Regions from separate parts of the Zea mays genome. Here region 2 is linked to region 1. A link is a contact called in public Hi-C data. All regions are on one chromosome and are shown on one strand. Each heading gives the region's core, a stretch centred on a gene start, on an enhancer-like site or on the middle of the called end of the contact. The rest is flanking DNA. Distances are from core to core; before and after follow the strand shown. Region 1 holds the start of LOC100193883. Region 2 holds the start of LOC100193607.

The links. Hi-C and Micro-C count contacts between places; a contact is called where the count stands out from the background.
Region 2: a contact with region 1 is called in a Hi-C map of ear, with 1.9 times the contacts expected there. The contact joins the promoter of LOC100193607 here to the promoter of LOC100193883 in region 1. A contact is called at or near these places in 3 of 25 Hi-C or Micro-C datasets (ear, endosperm and leaf) and 1 of 3 datasets of contacts at active chromatin or transcription factors (seedling).

The regions. Positions count from the first base shown.
Region 1 is chr1:225,496,985-225,501,139 of Zm-B73-REFERENCE-NAM-5.0, reverse strand. It overlaps LOC100193883, which reads left to right and starts at 1,706. Exons shown (of 4, transcript NM_001154553.2): 1 at 1,706-1,953; 2 at 2,256-2,339. The coding sequence starts at 1,812.
Region 2 is chr1:225,634,638-225,638,792 of Zm-B73-REFERENCE-NAM-5.0, reverse strand. LOC100193607 reads right to left here and starts at 2,123. Exons shown (of 7, transcript NM_001138709.1): 1 at 1,958-2,123; 2 at 1,596-1,655. The coding sequence starts at 1,641.

The sequences.
Region 1 (4,155 bases), core at 457-2,956:
TACAAAATTACATTCATGCCCTTTACATCTGACAATAACTCTATAGTAATCTATTGAGGTCTGAATAGCCTTTTCATCTTTAAGTCGGTTCCACTCTCTGCTGTTACGCCGAAGCTTTCCTGCTCAACACCTTCGGCTCTGTATCAAGCTTCGTATTAGTCCGGTCTGCTGCAATGCCGATTTTAGTCTGAGGGTACCTGTTCACATATTGTACTACAGAAATACTGTTAAATCCTGTTTTTGAGGACCTTCGGACGCCGAAGGTCCCCAACAACTTGTATTTTGATACCGGAGGAATAAGATGAGTATAAAGACCGACCGAAAAAGGTCAAAGAAAGAACACGAATGATAGTGAAAACTTGAAAGTTTTATTTACACGGGCTCGTTTTGAAAGTTTTCTTCTGTTTCATGATAAAATGGAAATGGAATGGTAGCCCAAAAATGAAAAAAGTGAGCTCTTATCGCTTCTTCAGGTCGTTTCCAATATGTCCGAAAACGAAGACAGAATGACGGAATCGAGCCTTATCCAAACACAAGAATAAAGAGACCGCGTTGTAGCTTGTAGGTGAGAAAATATCTGGCACATTGTTCTCCTCAGTGGAATCGCTCTGACGTGCGGTTCTATCACTCAATGAAATCGCTCCGACGTGCGGTTCTTTCACTCCTGTCCCACCTGTCATGTTCGTCGGATTCACACATAATTATTCTCTGGTTTGGCTCGACTTATTAAGTTAATGAGTTATATACTTAGCTTAACTCATTTATGAGCTCGAACTAACTCGTTTAGCTCGTGAGACAGAGCAGAATAAATAATATATACATAATATTTAATTTCTAGTTAATTTTAAACTAATTTAACAATATAAAATAATATAAAATACTAATTATATTCATAGTTTCATAGAACACATTAGTGTTAAATTAATACAACTCATCACTTATCAATTCACAATTCACACACATATTTATCAGTTTAATTCATAGTTATATTCACGTAGACCAATTTAACGTATAAATATAGTTTATCAATCATTAGTTTAATTTATAGGTAATAAATACAACACAACATATAAATACAACATATAAATGATATGTATATAAATTTATTTTGCTAAAATGTACTAGTTTGTTTAGATTACGAGCTGGCTGGTTAATAATATCAGATTAACTCGAGTAAAAATTCAAATAAGCTAATCCTAGTCGAGACCAGCTTAGGCTATGCGCAGCGCATCCCGCCACACGCCCTCTCCCCTTCGTTTAGCGTGTGCAGAGCAACGCTACACGCTGCAGCGCTCACCGCTACCGCTGCTACAGTACAAGCGCAATGCACAGTGAACCGCCAGATGCAGGGTAACGCTAACGGCTCCTCTTGCGTATTTTTGTAACACGTGAGTATTTATTAGATAGAGAAAAATTGATAGTAAATGAAAAGTAGGTATAGGAAATGATATTTTATAGTTGTAGTGGGGTATAGGGGGAGAATATAGGGGGAACCGCTGCGGGAGATAAAAAAGTAGGGGATGAAATGTTGATGATGTGATGTAAAAAAGTGATATAGGGGGAAAAATTTAGGGGTAACCGTTGCAGACAGTCTTAGGTAGCCCAGCCCTATCGAGAAGCTGCCCCTTCCGCCTCTATATCTTCTTCTTGTCCTCCGCCTCCATTTCGCGTTCCCTTCGTTGCGTCTTGAAAGGGGAGAGAGAGAGAGAGAAGAGAGAGAGAAGAGAGAGAGAGAGAGAGGAGTGGGAGACCCGCGAGAGGCTGCCGTGTAGGGACCGTAGACTCAGCGACTGCGAAGGAGGGATAAGGGGATGGCCGGGATCGGACCGATCAGGCAGGACTGGGAGCCGGTCGTTGTGCGGAAGAAGGCACCCACCGCCGCCGCCAAGAAGGATGAGAAGGCCGTCAACGCCGCGCGCCGCGCCGGTGCGGAGATCGATACCATGAAGAAGTGTAAGTGGTTTCATAGATTTTGGTTGCTACCCCCCCTAACTCGATTTTGGAGGTCTTTTATCTTTCGGGTTTCGATTCATCCGTTTTGCAGCACAGCCGGGTTTGCTGTTCGGTGATGGGATTCGACGAATAGGGTTTCGTTCTTTTTTTTTCTATTCTTTGATTATGATGATGTTTTTTGTGCACTTTGGGGATTCTTCATCCTTCAGTCTGGTACGGTTTGAGGAAGAGTTGATCTCTTCTAATAGATCTCTTTGCTGCTTCCCTTTCTCTGATTCTGCTTGATCTGTGTTTTTCTGCAGACAACGCTGGTACGAACAAGGCGGCATCCAGCGGTACATCCCTCAACACCAAGCGCCTCGACGACGACACCGAAAACCTCGCCCGTGAGCAATCAGCTGTCTCGTACCATTTCTCATAACAATTACATCGATGCTTGTTTGCTTAGGATCCGAATACATAAATTTGGGCACTTGTAAAGGTGGATGTGATAAAATTATTTAGGAGATAATGTTCATGTTCACATGCCTTGCAGTTTATATTTTTCTCTTAACATATACACTTTATTAGCAGCACTGGCCAAAGTTTCTCTTCTTAAGATTAAGATGGGAAAGCATTGTCGTCGTGCATCCATCCATTGTTTCTTTGTTTTTGGTTATTACATTAAGTTATGGCAAAGCATGGATGTTTCATAAAATGATGTTTTCTTGGTAGGCCATTTGTTCGTACGCAGTCTGTGCATATGTTATATTTTTCTGATGACATTAATATAGAGCAACTCCAAGAGGTTAGGTATATGGTTTTGTAAAGGTAAATTTAGCTAATATTAGTAGAAAAGTGTATCCAATAGGCTCTGTAAACAACTCTTCAAATTTAGTGGCTCTCTATCCATCCACCTTCGCCCTCCATTTTTGGATAGCCTGCTTCACTTTCTATTCAGTTCGTAGGTTTACCAAATCTGTTGGATTAGCCTACACTTTTTCTGTAAAATCTATTTTAGATAGTAGCTAAATTAGTAAATTTGGCTAGTCTTTTTAGCTAATCTCTTGGAGTTGCTCTTAGAGGAGTGAGTTTTGAAGTATTGCTGTATTTGTGTTTTTAACAATTTTGCTTGTTGCATCAATCAATCTTCATAAGATTTTATACTTTCGACAAATGAGCTATTTGCACGCCATTATATAATATACTATGTGTTTATGTTAGTTGTTGAGTTTCTACTGAAAATGAATTACTAAGTGAACATGCCTTCAATAATGGGGTGTTTGGTTTGAGGAATGAGGTGGTCCATCTTCTCACTCCTCACTTTTTTTGTTTGGTTTGTGGAATAGAATGAGTTGATCCATCACCACCTCATTCTTCATAAGGTATATAATTAGTATATGCATGAGGAATGGGTTGATTCCACCAAAATTTATGGGATGAGCTCATGATGCATCACCTTATGAAGCATAGGTTGACTCACCAAAATTTATGGGATGAGCTCATGATGCATCACCTTATGAAACATAAGTTGACTCACAAACCAAACACACCATAAGTGTCTTGGTGAGTTCATTGAGGCTTCAATGGCAATATATTTGTTGTATAAGCATCTTGTCTGAGTGTGACTCTTTGTGGCTTGTTAGTGCACATGATAATTTTGTGACAATTACTGGATACGAGTTTGATGTGAAGTCAGTTTGTCCTCTGCAACCTGCATAGCATGATTCCTATGCATATGGAATATTATTGTAACTGAAATTCATACAGCAGATCAAAAGCATGCCACATTTGCGCTCATTGTACCCAGTGTCATTTTTTTGGACATGGTATGCATGGCAAGTAAAAAGGGTACTGCTGAACCATGGTCCTTTGCCCGTTATTCCTAATGTCAACACTCAACAGTCAAGTGTGTCTGAGGTTCACTCAAGACTAGGACCTTCTTAAGTCTCTAATCTCATTTACTCTTGGTCTAGGTGCTTGCTTCGCAATGGTTTTGCTTCTGCTTTTATCTATGATGCTGGTGTCCAGGGCAAGGCACAACAATTTGATGGTCACATTGTTATGACTGTACCATGTAGTCCAATGCTAAGACTATCCGCAGCGGTTTCCTCTAAATTTTTCCCCCTATACCACTTTTTACGTCACATCATCAACATTTCATCCCCTACTTTTTTTATCTCCCGCAGCGGTTCTCCCTATATTCTCCCCCTATATTCCACT
Region 2 (4,155 bases), core at 874-3,373, 140 kb before region 1:
GAGTGGAACCGTATTTCAGAAAAGGTGTTTGGTGAGGGGGTTGCATGAGCGGATGAAAAAAAACGAAGATGTTGTTTGGTTGCCTGCATGAGGCAGATGCAACCTCTCTAACCTGCAAGACTGACACGTGGGCCCATCACCTTTATACTGTACCCACTCAGCCTGGCTCGACAGTGAAGCTCGATTTTGGTGTATTCCACCAGCCTGTATGCACTCATGCAATTGTATCTGCTCATCCAGGCATGCAGCCAACCAAACAGACTTCAGACTTCTCGCTCAGCTTTATATGGCTCATCCATGCAGAATGAGTGGGGCAGACAAACGAAACACACCCTATGGCGTTCATCTTCCCATCATAGCAAAGGCCACTCTGCTTCCGCTCCCCAGTAGAGGTCCTCTTCATGTTCACATTCCCTTACCAGCGATTTCCCTAAATAGGCACCTCTTCCCTGCTCCCATACTTCATGGCTGACACCCCTCCACCACAATCAGAAATGCTACAAAATAATCGAGCTCTTGGCTGCCAGATTGAGCTACTCTCCAGTTGAGTGAAGGTCCTTGTCACCAGATTGACCTCCCCACCAACCACATCGAGCTTCAAGGAGTCGGATCAGGAGGTGCCACCATTACCTAGGTCAAGTCTCTAGTGTCTCTATCTACACCACAGCCAAATTCAGCGATCTTGTGGTGTCTGGCCCTTCACTGAGCTGTAGCACACCCCTGTGACCTTCATCTTATTTGGCTCCGTGTATAGTCCTGGTAAGGGGGTCAACACAACAGCCAAATGGAACCGGATGGAGACAAGAGAAAGTTCTTTTATTCCTTATTATTGCCACAGAAGGCATGCCTGTTACAGTGGTGAGAGCTGTCTCACTCAGTCACTAGGTCACGAGTTCGAAGCAGCCTCTCCGCATTTGCAGGGGGAGAGAGAGAGAGGTTTTTCCTCAGTTTATCCCTTCTCCATACCCCAACCATGTGGGAGCCTCCGGCAGTGGGTCTGCCCCTTATTTTTGTTGCGCAGTAAACCTACGTTGGACCATAAGGTTTTTTTACCTAAGATGTATTTTCACAATATTTATGGCTGGCAACAGACCTGCATTAATTGCTTATTAAGGTGTACTTTTCAAGTTTTCATTCACAATTGGTTGCCCTAATTAGCTGTATCAAAAAGGTGCATTATATCAAGGTCTCCTAGACTAGGTCCAATGCAAATGCCACAAGGGTTGCAAAATTAAAGTACAAAGTTGATTGTGTTAAGTCAAATTACTTAGAAATTCCACATGGCATTGTCAAAAGGTACAATCAAAACTAATAGTGCAATAGAGGATATAGAGGATAGCAAGAGCAAAAACATAACAAGAAATAGCCTCAGCAAGAACACTGTCACTGAAACATTTGCAAAAATCCACAAGTCAATTTATGTCTTGATCATAAATCAAAATATCCATAATTCTATGTCTGTATCAAAAGCAGTTCCAAACTTAACCATTTGGGATATTTACGCAACATACTACATCAAAAGATAGCTTGGAACGCTATAGTATTTCCTTTCTTAGTTGAAAGGAAGACGAATTGAAAAGAACCAAAAAGCTTACCTCTCCCAAACTTGCCATCAGAACACATCTGGTTAGAGCTTGACATATTGTCCACCTAACCTATATACGTGAGTTGAGCATACAAAGTCACGTTAGCAAGTTGTAAAAGTACAACAACAATCTCAAATCAGTAATTTGCTTCAAAAAAATATCGAATCCGTATTGATGCTTTTAAAAAAAGGACAAATCGGCCGGAATATCTAGTAGAGAGCACAAGTAACCATGTCTCTCAAATTCAATAGCCAGTGGCTGAAATTGGGCATCTTCCACCTGATCTAACCATATCCAACAACTTTACAGAACCCTAGCTGCCCAAATCGAATGCCACCGGAAACGGAGATAAGTTAGGGTTTGGGGCTTACCTTGGAGTGGACTGAAGCAAGAAGGACGTGTGAACGCTGGATTGGTGAGGGATTCGCCGGAGGGGGGTCTATGAAGGGAGTGCTGGTCGTGGACTTGTGGTGCGGGCGACAGCATACGGCGTGCAGCAAGGAGCCGTGAGCCGGGAGCGACTGCGACCAAGTCTCGTTCCCAGCGCGGCCGCGTGTGGCTGTGCGGGGTGTCGTGTGTGGATTGACTGATGTAGCTGAACTGAAGGCCCTAGTGGCAGTGTGCGTTGAATTGAATATCGAGCAGTCTCCCTATCTCATCCGTCGGTTTCACCTCTCAGTTACAAACTTCACCCTTCAATAAATACATCTATAATATAAAACAGTATTTTACACTCTTATTTACATATTATTATTAAAAATAGCCTAAAGCTCACATGTCACATCTTTTATAGAAACCAAAAATAGGTATCACGCCTCTCTAGTCACCAACAACAGTTAAGATAGCGTTACGCCAGAACTCGCGCTCTCTCTTAGAGTTTCAAACATATATACCATTATAAAAAATTAGTATTCTAATATACTAGCTAATTCATGATATCTGGCGCAACCCGCGCTCTCTCTCTCTCTCTTTGAGTTTCTCACATATATATCATTATAAAAATTTAGTATTCTAATATACCATTATAATTCATGATATCTGATGGTTGCTATTATTCAATTAGAGAATTTGGTCCGTGTCAATTACCTATGATAGTGCTTATACTGTACATTTGTATTGTCCTTTTACCCTTCTATAACTATCAAAATGGATTCATCGCCGATCGCGGTCCCTGTTATCTCATCGTCGGTCCTTGTTATTCTCATCGTCGATTCCTTCATCTTCCATGTTCTTCTTCGTGGCCGGTATGCTTCACAGTCGGCTCCTAAAGCGCCCAACGCCATCTCGAGCTCGCAAGTAAAGAAAGCCTAAGCAGGCAAGCGTGCATGGCAAAGGGAGCAACCAAACCCTTCCTGAGCATGCAAGGGTGAACCTTGCAGAGAGGGACAGCTAGCTTCTTTCCCTAAGCGTGTGGGAGAGGTAGCGAGGTAGCTAGGCGGCTAGCCATGTTGGTGTTGTTGTTGTTGTCCAACTTTCTGCTCTACTGTTTCTACCCTTCTGTCGACCACCACTGTGTCGGCACGTACTAGTACATCAGCCACCCGACGAGCGGCAACATCCTGTGCTGCCACGAGGGCCCCTTCGTCGAGCGTAGGACGATGGCTCAGAGCAGTAGACCGCTATCGTTGTAGGTGCGCCAACACCCGACGAGTGTGGCCACCGATGACGCCGGTTGTGGCGGTATCGTGGCGAGTCAATAAGGGTATTTTCATCTTCTCGAACGAGCCTTATACGCACGTAGATAATGGCACGGACCAGATTTTCTTACCGAACAATGGTAACCACCGAATATCACGAATTATAATTACATCTTTAAAATACTGAATTTTCATATTAGCATATATCTGGAAAAAAACTTTTTACATAGTTGCGCCAACAAGCAACTTTATTAGAATAACTTCAACATATACTTTGTTAGCTTGTTCACAGGACTTGTTCGAGAGGAGGGCACCTCCTCTACGGACCATAGCAATTTTTTGCTAGAAACTAACTTATCTATTAAATCATTCAACATGATTTCTCTAAAAATGTGAGTCGACTCCGACTAAAACAACCCTACCAAATGAGATATTAAAGGTGTATTTGGTTGAGTTATAGCTTTTAAAAAACCTATTGTGAGTCATGGATGTGGAAAAGCACATGTAGGTTATTGTAACACCCAAAATTATGATTTTTGAGATTAGTAAAAGAAATCCAAGGAAAATGTCCTAATAAATAGTTATACTATGGGATTTTTTTATTTAAATCAATGTTAGTTAAAATAAAATAGAAACATAAGTTCAGTTATAAGTTTTAAGAAATAAATAATAAAAAGAGTTTTCAATTTGTTAGGATGGACTATTTCCCTTCCGGTACTATTTTTTAGTAACTCTTGATAAAGATTTGCTATTAGGTAAATATCTCCTTTACTAAGTGTATGTCTAGAGGTATTCATTTAAATAAGAAATAAATAAATAAACTCAAAATTCACATTCATGCTGGAAATCTTGATTGTGCCTTAAATTTGAAATATGAAACCCTAAAATGAATATAGTATAGATTATTCCCTACCATATGACTTGAAGCATGT